2 separate regions of the Oryctolagus cuniculus genome follow, and region 2 is linked to region 1. Evidence: chromatin contacts called from public Hi-C data. All regions are on one chromosome and are shown on one strand. The core of a region is the stretch at or near the end of the contact, and the rest is flanking DNA. Distances in the headings are between cores, read along the strand shown.

Region 1 (7,471 bases), core at 2,760-5,259:
GCTCCTGCACCCACGTGGGAGACCTGGATGAAGCTCCTGGCTCCTGGCTTCAGATAGGCCCAGCCCCAGTCATTTTGGTCATCCAGGGAGTGAACCAGTGGATGGAAAATCTTTGTCTCCTCTCTTTTTCTGTAACTCATAAATAAATAATAAATAAATAAATCTTTGCAGTCAACTTTAAAAAATCATTTGATTTATTTTCATTTACTTGAAAGACAGAGAGACAGAGTCATTTTTCGACCATCCATCCTCTGGTTCACTCCCCAGTGAACATCCACGGCAGTGCTAACCCAAGCTGAAGCCAGGGGCCAGGAACTCAGTTGAGGTTCCCAGGTCGGTGGTTGGGACCCAAGTACTTGAGCCACCCCGTGTTGCCTCCCAAGGTGCACATGAACAGTAAGTTAGAATCAGGAGCAGAACTGCTGCGCTAAACACCCTTCCCTGTAATCAATTTTGATGAAAGAGAGAATGCTTATGTTGAACCCACCCAAGTGAAATGTTACTTCCTCCAAAGAATTCCTTCCCTTCCTTTCCTTATTGAACCAGTGTTAAATTTGCTGTTAATATTACTTTGCATTTTGTCAATAAACTGTGGACATGTGTTTTCTTGTTAAGTATCTACCTAATGTCTTCACTTTTTTTTTTTTTTGACAGGCAGAGTTAGTAAAAGAGAGAGTCAGAGAGAAAGGTCTTTCTTTGCCATTGGTTCACATTCCAATGGCCGCTGTGGCCGGCGCGCTGCGGCCGGCACACCGCGCTGATCCAATGGCAGGAGCCAGGGTGCAGGGCCCAAGTACTTGGGCCATCCTCCACTGCACTCCCGGGCCACAGCAGAGAGCTGGCCTGGAAGAGGGGCAACTGGGACAGAATCCAGCGTCCCGACCGGGACTAGAACCAGGTGTGCCGGGGCTGCAAGGCGGAGGATTAGCCTAGTGAGCCGCAGCGCCGGCCCTGTCTTCACTTTCTGACTCTTGACTCACAAAGGCTAAAACATTTAGTCCCAGGCCCTTTGGGGAACTCCTGGTCTCAATGCAGCTTTTGGAAGAGCTGTCACTGTGTATTTGGCTTTGGAACCACAAACTGCTCTGTGAATCACTGGGAGAAGTCAGCAGGTGAGAGAAACAGAGAGTGAGAGTAAATTCAGTCCTAGATTGAAATAATTGTAAGTAACATTACTTGAGCATATACAACGTGTGGCACTCTGTTAAGGAAACCTCCCCTTTACTTCCCCAAGATGGATTTAGTTGAGAGGCCCAGTGACAGAGAGAGAGGGTGAGACAGCCATCTTCCATCTGCTGGGTGTTTTCCCAAATGGCTGCAACAGCCAGGTCTGGGCCAGGCCAAAGCCAGCAACTCCATTTGGGTCTCTCTCCCTTGGGTGGCACCATCCCAAGTACGTGGGCCATTCTCTGCTGCCTTCCCAGGCACATTAGTATTAGCAGGAAGCTGAGTCAGAAGATGAGGACCCAGGACTCAAACCCAGGCTCCTGTAAGGGATGTGGGTGCCCCTAGATGCGGCTTAACTTGCCACACCACAACTTCTGCCCTAAGGAAGCACTTTGTACAGTACTCCCTGCCTTCAGCCACAGCTTTGCTTTCCACAGTACCCTAAGGTCAACTGAGATGTGAAAATAATAAATGGAAAATTCCTGAAATAAACATTTTATAATTTTTTAAAAAGATTCACTTATTTATTTGAAAGTCAGAGTTACACAAGGAGAGAAGGAGAGGCAGAGAGAGGTCTTCCATCTTCTGGTTCACTCAATTGGCTGGAACGGCAGAAGCTGCGCTGATCCAAAGCCAGGAGCCAGGAGCTTCTTCCAGGTCTCCCACGCGAAAGCAGAGGCCCAAGGACTTGGGCCATCTTCTACTCCTTTCCCAGGCCATAGCAGAGAGCTGGAAGGTAAGTGGAGCAGCCGGGACTCGAACAGGTGCCCATATGGGATCCCGGGACTTCAGGTTGCAGCTTTACCCGCTACACAACAGCACCAGCCCCCTTATAGTTTTTAAATGACTTTATTACAGGATACTTTTACAGTTGCTTTATTTCATTAACTGTGGTTGTTCATCTCTTGTGCACCTAACTTCTAAGTTAAACTTTATTACAGATATGTTTGTATAGAAAAATAGTGAATGCCAGGTTCAGAACCGTCCAGGTCTGAGGCATCCCCTGGGGAGCAGGCAGGATTGATTACTGTTTATGTTTTCTCCTTTAATAGGAGAGTCATATTAGATAGGTACTATGTCCCCTCCCCGGGTCACAGAAGCTTGGAGATCATTTTGATAAGCAAGTGGTTTATGGGACTTCACCCAGCCCCGGGACAGCAGATCCTCTGCAAACAGGAGGAGGAGCAAGGTAGACGGAACCTTGTGAAGGGGCAGGAGCAGGTGGCCAGGTGTGGACAAGACTCGGACTTCCAGGTTACAGAGCCCCACTTCTCCTTTATGGCAACAGGTCTCTCCCCCACCCTTTCATAAATGCTAGTTCGGAGCGTGTTGATGAATGTGTGAACCAAAGTATCCACGGGGGTCTGCACGCATTTACACACAGTGTGGAAGGGTGAAGGGAAGCGGGCAGGGAACATACGGGTGTACACGCATCTACATGTTTATACTATGTATTTATATATTCGTGACATGCGACGGGGAAAACATTACAATGTGTCGCTTTCCACCGCACACCCACACCCGAAGTCCCTCGGAAGCCTCCTCGCGACGGGGTCTCCAGCCTGCCCAAGCAGCCGTCCACGACGACGACCCCAGTGCGGTGGCCCTGGGACCCGAGCCCGCCGGCTTCCCGCGGCTCCCGGACACCCGCGCCCCCGCCGCAGGCGCGCGTCCCGCCACCCGGGTAGCCGCGTCGCCTCGGTCGGTCGGCGGCGGCCGCTGTTTCTTTAAACGGGCAGTGGATTTCCACACGGGGAGGGAGAGGGGTCAGCGAGGGAATGCGGCCGCCTCGGTGCCCGGCCCGGGAAGCGCCCGCGGCGCCTCGGCGTTCTCCTCAGCCTAGCGGGGTGCGGGTGGCGGACCGGGGGAGGCGCCCCTCTCATCCCGGGGCGCCCCGCTGGCGTGGCCCCGCGTCGCGGGCCGCGGCGGCCGGGCTTTGTGTGAGGCGTCGCGCGCGGGCGCTCGGCTCCCGGCACCGGCCCGGGCGCAGCTGTAACCCGATCCCCCATTTCCTGGTGGCTTCTCTTAAAGCGGCCGCGGTCCAGAAGCAGAACAAAGGCTATTGTTGCATTTCCTCCTTCGGATTCCGCGTTCTGACCGGAATGCCCCCTCACGGATAGTTAGGCTCCTGGCCGCTGCGCTGGGTGTGTGAAGGGGAAACGGTTTTCTTTTTTTTTTTTTTTTTCTTAAAAATAAATAAATAAATAAATAAACCTTGCGCATTCATTTCCCTGCGTCTGCGGGACGGAGCCGGGGGAGGTAGGCGCGGTGGAATAAAGCCCGCTCGGGGGGCGTCTGCAGACCCCGCGTGACGCTTGCCAAGGAGGCGTCCTGCGAGCGGCCCGCGATTGCGGCGAGCAAGCGGGGCCCGCGCGGCGCGGGGCGGCCCCGGCCCGGTGCCGGGGGGCGGGGGTCCGCGCCGCGCGCCCCCGGCCGCGCCCCCGCGGCGCCCCTCCCCCGCCGGCCGCTCGGCGGCGCGATGCGGGGCTGTAACCCGAGCCCGTATTTCCTGGTGGCTCCTTTAAGAGGCAGAGCTCTGTGCTGGGAATTCACGTCAGTTTCTGCCCTGAAACTCTCAAGATCAATGAGCAAAGCGCTTTCTCAGTTCTGCCTTTCAGTTTCTCTCTTCCAGGAAGGAAAACATTCGAGGGCGCGAGCGGGGAGCGGCGGCGGGGGGCGGGGGCGCCGGCCGCGGGTGGGAGGAGAGACGCGAGGCCGGCCGGCTGCGCCCCGGGTCGCCGCGCCGCGCCCTGCAGACCCCGCGGCCGCGCTCGGCCCGGCTCCCACGCCCCCGCGCGCCCCGCGCCCCGCGCCGCTCCGCCGGCGCCCGCCCCGCCCCGCCCCGCCGCGCCGCGCCGCGCCCGCCGCCGCCGCCGCCGCCGCCGCCGCGCGCGCTCGCAAGACCCCCGGGGCGGCTGCCGAGGGGGCGAGATGCTGGAAGAAACTTCTTAAATGACCGCGTCCGGCTGGCCGAGGAGCCGTTCGGGGTTGGGGAGAGGCAAGGAAAGTGGAAAAACACTGAGAACTTGCTGCTCTCCCCCGCTGTGAGACATGTCTGAGACTCCTGCTCAGTGTAGCATTAAGGTAAAGCCCCGCTCCCCTCCCTCTCCGGGTCGCGGACCTCGCGCGGCAGCGGCCGGGGCAGGCGCGCCGGGCTCCCCGGGGCGCGAAGGGCAGGGGATGCGGCTAGGCGGCGGCGGCCGTCCCCTTAGCGTAACCTTGCTGCCGAGCCCCGGCCGGCCCCCGGCCCCGTCTCTAGCCCTTCTCTTTTTGACAATGAAATGCCCGTCACGATCGCTCAGGTGGAACCCTGGGTGCTTCCATCGCTGTAAAACACCCACTGTAATTAGTGCGCTTAAGAGGGAAAAAAAAAAAAAAAAAACCTGCCCCTATTCCTACACCCCACATGTGATTGCAATGAGATATAACTTTTCTTCCCGAGGGGTGGTCTCCTTAGGGGGGGAAAAAAAGTTCTCCGGCCCCTACTCGGGTAGGATTCTTTTTTTTTTTTTTTTAAGGATTCCCTGGGTCTGTCGGATCATAGAAGATTTTCCCCCCTCTGATTGTAATTGCAAGCGCGGTGGGAGAGTCTGTCCTGGTGTCAGCTTTTCTTGGGCATTGCACAATGAATTTTTTTTTAAAAACCAAGGTGAATCAAGTTGCTGAATAGTTATTTTATTCCAATGCATATGAAAGTTGAGCAATCCCCCAAGTAGAAAACTCCTGTGGTGCACGAGGAAAAAGCAGTGAGCGACCACGCAGAATGACCTTCCGTGACAGTGCACGACTCCCTGGCTGCGTTTTGCAGGAGAGTGGACATTAGCAAACGCGGCCCTTGGTGTCCGAGTGGTTGTGCGTGTTGTAGCTGTCAGTGCAGTGGTGCCTACCGCGGTTTGTTGCTTCTAGAAAAAGTTGTTGTAAAGTTTGCTACCGTTGGGAGGCAGGGTGAGTGGTTGGTCTCCCCCTCGCTGCTTGTCTTGTGCTCGCATTTCCCGGGGCCCGGCAGTGCCCAGGTGTAAGGCTTTTTGCTTCATTGAGGGGCTGCTCCTGCGGCTGCTGGCCTGGCCTCTGTAGTGGGTGTGTGTGGGACGGACACGCAGAAGCCATGGGCTGATCACCTGCCTTCTTCTCTGGGGAATCAGGAAGCCCTGTCCCTGTGCCTGACTTTTTCTCCCCTCTTTTCAGTTGGGTTCTGTGGAGGGGGGAAGGTGGTACTTTATGATCCTTGCTTACTCGATCTCCATGTTTAGTTTTTCGTGTTTGCTTATCAGGAGAGATTTCTAAAGTAGGGCTAGTGTGAACCCAAAAGGTAGGTTGGGTTTCTTTGTTTTTGCCTCATGAAAATGCCCAGTGGAACATCTGAGCTTCTGTGCTTGTGAGTACCTGGGACTGGCAGCCCGTCCGTGGGTGTGGAGGGGGTGCCACAGTAAAGAATGTGGGGTTCTTTGATACTTCAAAGCCAATTTCTTTTGTGGTATAAATTAGATTCTCCATCGAGTTCAGGAAAATCCTGCGGTATAGATAATCTAATTTATTTGACACTTCATAACAAAAACAGAGGTAACTAAATAATAGGGTATTAGATCAGCAAATTGTATTTAGCTTGATGGCGATAAACCTGACACCAGGAAAATCTGGACCAACTCCTGGGCCGTAACTTTAGGCTGAAAAGAGAAACAAGTCTTTCTGTAACTTTTCTTGACACCTCCTCTTAAGAGATTGGGTCTCTTCTGTTCAGAGTGGATTGTTTCTTCATATTCTAGTGGAAGAGGAGTACACATTCCCTTTCCATACCCACACATACAGAACCAAACCCAAACAAAGCAGTTTCTTAAATGCAACATGAAAATTGCAACTGTGATTTGCATAAGGTAATTTTTTTCCCTTATGGCTTATACTCTCAGTTCTTTTTGGGTGCCTCTTCATCGCTGTGTACTTCTGTGTAATTAAAATAGATGGAACGTTCTTTAGCAGTCAAGGAAGTACCACTCTTCTTTTTGGCTTGTGCTGTGTGGATCCAGTATGTGGGTCTTTGCTGAGACCATGTACGTGTCCATTTAGGTGCTTATCTGTGAAGAGTGTCTCGCCATGGAGATGGTTTAATTCACAGTGTTCCAAGGACCGGGATTATTCCAGGTCTTCTGAAAACATTCTGGGGACGGGTGCTCGTTTGATGTACTTCTTGGGATGTGGTACAGTGAATGCACCGTAGAAACTACTGAGACCCACAAGCAAGTTGCTTGCTTCTAGAAGGGCTAATTCCAGGGTGCAGTAAACCAGACTTTGCAGTGGGGTGGAGGACCCATGTCAGCGTTCCAGGGATGGGCTGATGACATGTGCTGAAGACAAGCCACCAGGAAGGCTTGCTGTGCACGTGGAGAGGTTTCTCTCCCCCTCTCCTCTCCTGCCTTACAAACAGCTGGTGAGCAGCAAGCAGTAAATTCCTTAGCACTGGGGAGATGCAGCTCTGAGGGCTGACCAGAGGCAGCCGCAAAGGGAAGTACTTTGTTTACTTCTCAGCCGTGTCCTGTCCATTCTCCTGGAAGGGAGTTGGGTCCTGTTTGGGAGAAGTTGCCAAGGCCAGAATGTCTGAACCGGTCAGTGGGTGACACCTTTGCAAAGATCACGTATGTGGCCGTGATTGACAGGGAGTGCCTGATCAGGCCTTTTATCTTTCTTTTGCATTTTATAAGCATCTTTCGTTCACCCAGGGAGGTGAGTGTCAAACCCACATTTTTTGACTGGAGGAGAAGAGAGGTTGAGGAGCACAGGGTCACTCAAACTAGTGGAGCTGACTGTATCTGTGCACTGGGCTGCCCTGCTGTGTGTCGTGGCCCTCTCGTCAGGAGAGTTTAGGTGCTTGAATTCCTGAGCATTCGGGGTTGCTTGAACGCAAGGACGGGATCGGCTCCCGGTGTAAAACATCCAGTGTGTCTCAGGACTGCGCAGCTGACGGCTGGTCACAGGAAGGAGGAAGAGGCTGTCTTTTCCATCATCGGCTTTCACCTTCAAGTCACCTGTTCAGTTTTAAGTTCAGCCAAGTTGCAGTGGAAAGTGGTTATGGCCCAGCAGATACAGTCTTTTGTAAGGCTTGGCACAGTGCTTTAGTGGGCCAGGGCTGCCCAGAATACAAAAGCTAGTCACATGATGTCCTTGGTCCCCTCTCTCCCTGCTCTCCTTATTGGTCGGCTTTCATAGCTGAATGCAATCTCTCTCTCTCTCTTGCTCTCGCTCTCTGTATTTTGTTACTAACTAGGAGACTCTCCGAGCTCTCCTGCTGGACTCTGAGCCCCTTGGGTTTAGT
Region 2 (7,471 bases), core at 3,189-5,688, 78 kb after region 1:
CCAACCAAGCTCTGCTCGCTCCTGCTGTGCCCCACCCCCTTCTGAGTTGGCACTGGCTTTTGCGAGTGATGATGAGTCAACCTTACATAAAGAAGGGCACGCATCATTTTTTTCTTTATTATTGGACAAACTTGTGTTTTCTCTGATAATCAAAATTGAAAATTTATGACGGCTGATTTCCCTCTGTCACTTTGAACACAGTTTCACAACCTGACCTTTGAAAGTGAAGACTATGAGTTCCTTAAAATATCTAAATTGGAGGAGGGCATAGAAGAAAAGCAATCTAAATTGGAGAGCTTGTATCGGGCTTCTTTGCGTCAGATAACTTAACAACAATTAGGAAGAATTCAGCAGTTCTTCCTTCGTGTAAGTCAAGTGTCCTTTGGTCTGATTCTATCAAGCCCTCCGTGTTAGTAAAGGGGAATTTGCTGATCACTCTGGGTCTGATACTGAAGAAGCAGCATAGTGCCTATTCGCTTAATGTGAGAGACCCTTTGGAGTCAGGGCTGTGGTCTGATGAACCGGAACTGACGGATGCCACCCTGAGCCACTGTGGTCCATCCAGAGGGTTTCAGGTCTCTGCACTGGTGTGCGTTGTAGTGTTTGGTGGAGGTTGGCCTACTTTGGGCTGAAGTTGATGGATGTGGGCGAGCAGAACTGGTTCTTCTCTTTCGTGCTCAGTTCTGGGGAAGCTCTGGAAGACTCATTATGCAGAGTTGCAGGTGGACTACCTTAGACCATCTCCATTTCTCTGTGAAATAAGGAGCTCTTTTCCCATCCAGCTCTGGCGTTCTGTGACTTTCCTTGCACACACTGAGTGAAATAGTGTCATAAATCATGCTTATTGCATCACAGCTCTGTGGTTTAGCTCCGTGTTCACGTCGTCCAGTACTAAGTACACCTTTGTGGTGGCCTTAAGGCAGTTGTACACAGCACAGAAACTGCCCAGCCACTTAACTCAATCTTTTGAGTAGGCACAGATTCCTTATCTTTTAGATCTAAAATAAAGTAGGTGGATTTTGATTCCAAGGGTCAGCGAGCCAAGTGTGGTAAATAGCGAGCGCTCCTCTGGACAAGGCGTTTCAGAGGCGATGCTGAGTGCCTTTGGCCGGCAGCGCACACAGATCTACGGCTTCCTTTTCTCATTTTGCCTGTGTCATTGCTCTTCCTGCACCGTGCATGTTAACGCTGCTGCTCCACCCTGCTCCAAATACAGCTGTGCCTGCTCAGCTGCGTTTTCTTCCTTCAACCAAAAAGCAGGCATCCAGCCCTGCCTCCCCAGGAGTGGGAAAACCTGGAGCTCTGAAGGCAGTTGCTTCGGCTCCCTATTTCATCTCCGATTAGGATGCGCAGGCGGCGCTGAGTGACATAGAACCCATCAAAGGTCTCTGCTTCCTGCTGCTTTCTTGGTTCTGGAGGAGAGGCTATACACAGGGATTACGATAGACTGGGGTAACAAGCAGGGTGCTGTGGAATATTTACTTATACTCAACAGCTGTCATTTTGACAAGCCCCCCCCCCCCCCCCCGCCCGCCCGCCCATAATGTCTTGATGCTGTGGGGCATGCGTGTAAGATCTGTGGCTGTCTGAGGACATTAATAAAAGGCTTGACCTCATGTGCCTGCAGGTGATCACAAGACAGTTATTGAGACATTCAAAGAAAGAGTGTCTTTGTCTTCTGGATCCTTTTGAAGAAACTAGGAAAAGCTTTCCCAAGGCCTCTAGTTGGCGAATTGCTTTGGGGCAGTTCTTGTCCTGTGGTTCATTGCTGATCGCTGAGAGAAGTTTGCACTCAAACAGACCTAGGCTTGTGGGTGACGACCCCTGATCCTCTTCACCTCCCAACCATGGGTGGTGTCTGACATTGAACTCCTTGCTGCAGCCCCAGCGCTTTGGCTGATGGAGCTTGGACTTTGGACCAAGAATTCGAAGCCAGGAAGTGGAGTTTTCTCAATCCCAACAGCCCCTTAACACATGTAAATTGCTTTCAAGCTGAGAAGAAAAGAACAGAGTGTCCTCTTTTACAACAAATCTTAATAGAACATGAGGGGAAAGTTAGACTTTGTATAAATTAGAGAAAATAAGGCCCATCATTAAACATTAGAGAGAGTCCTGGGGAATTTCCAAAACTGGTGCTCCAAAGTGAGCGATAGTTCTTGTGTGCCCTTGAGAGGCCCATCCTGGAGATGTCGACCCATTGCAGGCACCCTGGGCTCCCCTTCCACGTGACCAGCTCCCAACCTCCACTGTGTCCCTGCCCTGTCCAGATCCCCACATCCTGCTTGGCCATACCCTACTTCTTTTGGCCCATCTTCCCACACTTACTGGGTATATTGAAATGACTCTGACCAGCTATATAATTGGCAAAACACTGTGCAAAGTGCACATGCAGGGCCCCTTGTTCAAAAATTGTGAAGTCTTCCAAGCTAGCCAGAGCAGAACATTAAAACAAGCACAGAGCAGCACAGGGCCCTGGGTGGCTGCACCGTGCTGTCTGCTGTATTTTGGAATAAGTGGGAGTCAGTTTTAGGGCCATCGAAGTTTCAGACCCAGACACTGCCAGGGCCTCTGACAGCTCGCTGGTCTGTGATTCAGAGAGAGTCATCCAGACAGGAATTGTCAGGGTCTTGGTTTCTTTGTTTTCTGAAGTTGCTGGGGCCATGTTTGGGGTTTCATCCAATCTGTTGAGGCAGTCAGTGTGGTTTTTCCACTATTCAGAACTGGCAGAGGAACAGATTAAATCAGAGATGGTATGGGGTGGGCGTTGTGGTAGAGTGGACTGAGCTGTCAACTGTGACGCTAGCATCCTACGTGAGCACCCGTTCAAGTCTCGGCTCTCTGCTTCCAGTCTGGCTTTCTGTTAATGTGCCTGGGAAAGCAGCAGACGATGGACCAAGGTGCTTGGGCCTCTGACACCCATTTGAGAGACCTGAGTGGAGTTCCTGGCTCCTGGCTTTGGCCTGGTCCAGCCTGGCCATTACAGCCATTTGGGGAATGAACCAGTGGCTGAAGTTACTCTCTTCTCCCCCACCCCGACCTTTGTTATTCCATCTTTCAAATAAATAAGCAAATTTTTTTTTTTAAATTTATTTATTTGACAGATTGACAGATTGACAGAGAGAGAGAGAGAGAGAGAGAGAGATGGCTTTAATCCACTGGCTCATTCCCCAAGTGGCCACAATGGCTGGAGCTGCACCAGATAAAAGCCAGGAGCCCAGGACTCCATCTGGGTCTTCCATGTGGGTAGCTGAGGTCCAAACACTTGGGTCATTCTTCACTGTTTTTCCCAGGCCATTAGCAAGGAGCTGGATCGAAAGTGAAGCAGCAAGCGTAGGAACTAGCATGCATATGGGATGACCTGTGTCAGAGGCAGCAGCTTTACCCACTATGCCACAGTGCTGGCCCCATAAGTAAATCTTTAGAAAAAAAATTTTAAATGATGTTGAAGGACTGAAGAAGCTGCCGCCCCATTATTGAACCTCCTGGAGAGAGGGGACTTGAAGCCCAGGGCCCTGGAGCCTGAATTTGCCCTGAGAGGGGGCCTGCATTTCGCATGGAGAAGTGCTGCCTGGGGTCTACGGTGGCACTCATGTTTTTTTGGTGAAGAGAGTATGGTCCTTGCTCCAAATTATTGCATGATCTCTTTACACAATATACTGCAAATTAGACATACCAACTTTAGAGTTTTAATTTATTATTATTTTTTTAACTTTGTTTGCAAGACAGACAGACAAAGATCTGCTGGTTCCTTGCCCAAATGCCCACAATGGCTGGGGCTGATCCAGGCTGAAACCAAGAGCCCAAGCCTCCCACGTAAGTGGCAAGGATCCAGGTACCTGAGCCATCATCTGCTGCCCCTAAAGGAAGCTGGAATTGGGAGCGAATCCAGGACTTGAACGCAGGCACTTCGATATGGGATGCAGGCATCCCAAGCAGCATCTGAAGTGCTGTGTCAAGTGCTTGCCCCCAAAACACTTTAAAGCCAAGTGCTGGAGATGTGTTAGGTCTAGAATGTGAAAGAATGCCTTGGGTACTGATGTAAAGACTCTCTTTCCCAAAGGACAAGCTCTTGTCCTGTGTTCCTGCACAGACAAGTCACACCGACCTTTCCTCCTCCCCAGGGATGGTGAGGAAGTTCCAGCTGCCGAGTCACGAGGCCAGGCTGTGTGTGACGTGGCTGAGCTCTGCGTCTCTGAGCAGTGGCTCTCACAGTGAGAAACGTGCTGTGGCTGCTTTGGGGGGTGCCAAGGCAGGGTCATGGAGCAGCCAGGCTGCATGGGAGGAAAGAGTTGGGTCCAGGTGCCACAACTCAGCACAGAGCAATGGATGGGAGCAGACGGAGGGTGAAGGGAAAGGGGGATGAAGACTGAGCAGGGCCTCTGCCCATCCTTCCTCTTCCCTACCCTGGACCACTTGGCCACTTCCCTCCCTGAAATAGGAAGTGGTGTTGCGGTGACACCGAGGGCAGGAGCTCCTGCTGCCTGGGCCCCGGCACGCTTGCTGGCTCTGAGTCATCCAGGAAGTGAGGGCGTGGGTTACCGCCTCCTCTCCCACTATGGCCTCGGGCTTCCACCAGCAGAAAGTGCCCAGCCTCTTCCTAGTGAGAGGCTGTGAACATGACTAGTGGCAGTCTGTACAGATTTGGCAAAGGAACGGGAGCTGGGGTTGTTTGGATTGGGGATTATCGAGGGGAAAGACGATAGCTGAAGATACGAAGAGTATTATTAGCACATTCACGACCAGTGTTAGTCTTTAAAGGTCATCAAGAGCCACCAGCAGAGCCCCTTCCCCGAAATGATCCTGGAGACAGTGCTGGGTGGAAGTAGTGGGGGCTTCAAAAAGTTCCTGGAAAGAAGCACCTGGCTCCTGGCTTCGGATCAGTGCAGCGCTGGCCGTAGCGGCCATTTGGGGAGTGAACCAACGGAAGGAAGACCTTTCTCTGTGTCTATAACTTTACCTGTAAAAAAAAAAAAAAAAAAAAGGTTCCTGGAAACACGGAATTAAAAGGAAATGTAGGAATAGGCATTGTGGTGTAGCAGGTAAAGCCGCCACCTGCAGTGCCAGCTTCCCATGTGGGTGCTGGTTCGAGTCCCAGCTGCTCCACTTCCCATCCAACTCTCTGCTATGGCCTGGGAAAGCAGTAGAAGATGGCCCAAGTCCTTGGACCCTGCACCCACATGGGAGACTCAGAAGAAGCTCCTGGATCCTGGCTGTGGATTGGTGCAGTTCTGGCCATTGAGACCATTTGGGAAGTGAGCCAGTGGATGGAAGACCCCTCTCTGCCTCTGCCTCTGCCTCTCTGTAACGCTGCCTTTCAAAATAAATAAATAATTTTTTTTTAAAAAACAGGATCTGCAGAGAAGGGATCACTCCATGAGTTTTGTCACCTGTGGTGAAAAGTCCATGACTAGGGCTGGTGCTGTGGCTCAGTTGTTTAAAGCCCCGACCTGCAGTGCCAACATCCCATATGGACACTGGTTTGAGCCCCGGCTGCTCCACTTCTGATCCAACTCCATGCTAGTGAGTCTTGGAAAGCAGTGGAGGATGGCCCAAGTCCTTGGGCCCCTGAACCCATGTAGGAGACCCAGAAGAAACTCTAGGCTCCTGGCTTTGGCCTGGCCCAGCTGTAGTCATTATGGATATTTGAGGAGTGAACCAGTGGATTTCCAGAAGACCTCTCTCTCTCTCTCCCTCCCTCCCTCTCTCTCTCTACCTCTCTGTAACTCTGCCTTTAAAATAAATAAAAATAAATCTTTAAAATAAAAATAAGTCCGTGACCTTGGCACTTTTAATTTGAGGAACAGAGACATGAGAGGGGGAGAGAGAGTGAGTGAGCCAGTGAGCTCCCTCATCCACTGGCTCACTCCCCACGTGCCTACCATGGCCGGGGCTACTCCCATGTGGCATGTGGGTGTTTTAACCATTAGGCCAAGTGCCTGCTGCCCCTGACCTTGGCACTTTAGAGATCTATAATTTACTGAAGATGATCCCATAGGTTACCTGGGTAGGAATTCTGGAATTTTTTAAAAATATGTATTTATTTATTTGAAAGTCAGAGTTACACAGAGAGAAGGAGAGGCAGAGAGAGGTCCTCCATCCTCTGGTTCACTCCCCAAGTGGCTGCAATGGCCAGAGTTGCACCAATCAGAAGCCAGGAGCCAAGAGCTTCCTCTGGGTCTCCCATATGGGTACAGGGGCCCAAGGACTCAGGTCATCTTCCCACTGCTTTCCCAGGCCATAGTAGAGAGCTGGATCGGAAGTGGAGCAGCCGGGTCTCAAACCAACACCCGTATGGAATGCCGGCACTGCAGAAGGCGGCTTTATCCACTATGCCACAGCGAATTTCAACATGATACTTCTGTTCACTTGCAGACTGGGCTGTCACTGTCAAGTTAGGCTGGCAGGACTGCATCTGATCCATAGCAGTGAGGGGGCCTGAAAAACTGAAGCCCAACGATCATCTCCTGTCTCCTTTTAGCCAGTCACAGTTCTTCCCCAACCCAGTCTTTGCCAGAACTGCTAATGAGGAGAAAAATCGACTCCTTTGAGTTTCCTCACCTTTGCCCCTTCCCCTGCTTGTGAGCAGGCACTAATGAACAGTGAAATGACTAAAAGGTGAGCAGCTCCAGGAAGGAGAAGCAGAAGCAGAAGGTTGGCTAATTGAATTAACGCTCCTGGTAAGAACAGATAAGTCCACCTGCTAGGCATGTTGGATGCCAAGTTAACACATTGGAAACAAAGCTTTCCTTTTTGAATTTCAGTTTTAATCTAGGGGTAGGTAGTTTGGCACATTGTAGCGTATTAAATCTGCTGACTGACATCCAGTTGTTAGGAAAGACTCGAACTGTTCTAAGACTGTCCAGGGCCTCTCGATGTCAAAGCTCAGATAAAGTCCCAGATGCCCAATTGACTTCTCTGAAAAATAGAATTGAGATTGTTCTTCCAGGCCCCAGCCCTAGGCCACTCCCTACACTGAGAGAAATGCCAACCCAGGTGTTTTGCCCTTTGTTCATTTCCAGGTGAGGCCAGTTCCAGCCAGGGAGCAGTGTTTTTTGAGAGGATCCACTGGTTCACTCCCCAGATGACCACAGTGGCTGGCGCTGGGCGAGGCTGAAGCCAGGAGCTAGGAGCTGCTTCTGGGTCTCCCACGTGGGTGCAGGGGCCTGGGCACTTGGGCCGTCTTCTACTGCTTTCCCAGGTGCATTAGCAGGGAGCTGGATCAGAAGTGGAGCAGCCAGGTCTTGAACCGGTGGCCATATGTGATGCCAGGGTCACAGGTGGTGGCTTTACCTGCTGTGCCACATTGCCAGCCCAGGGAGCAGTGTTCTATCTCCTGCCTTGGCCACTCTGTGGAGAAGCTATGTAGCATGATGTTGGGGTGCTCAAAACAGGTGTTCAAGTTGTTCATCAGAGTCACCCCAAGGGCTCTTGAAAATTGTGGGCCAGGCCCCTCTCAGAGTTTCTGGTTTAG

The links. A called contact is a pair of places that touch in the nucleus more often than the background predicts.
Region 2: a contact with region 1 is called in a Hi-C map of an unstated tissue, with 2.8 times the contacts expected there. The contact joins the enhancer-like site here to the promoter of ETV6 in region 1. A contact is called at or near these places in 2 of 6 Hi-C or Micro-C datasets (ear pinna and an unstated tissue).

The regions. Positions count from the first base shown.
Region 1 is chr9:109,274,862-109,282,332 of mOryCun1.1, forward strand. It overlaps ETV6 (ETS variant transcription factor 6), which reads left to right and starts at 4,010. Exons shown (of 9, transcript XM_051850772.2): 1 at 4,010-4,251.
Region 2 is chr9:109,352,768-109,360,238 of mOryCun1.1, forward strand. All of the region lies in intron 1 of ETV6 (ETS variant transcription factor 6), which reads left to right. Among named protein-coding and RNA genes, the nearest start is that of ETV6, 78 kb to the left of the region's middle. Within about 2 kb of position 4,439, at least 3 of the 8 cell types and tissues checked have an H3K27ac peak or open chromatin away from gene starts, as enhancers often do. A contact at or near this core is called in ear pinna, where this site is marked.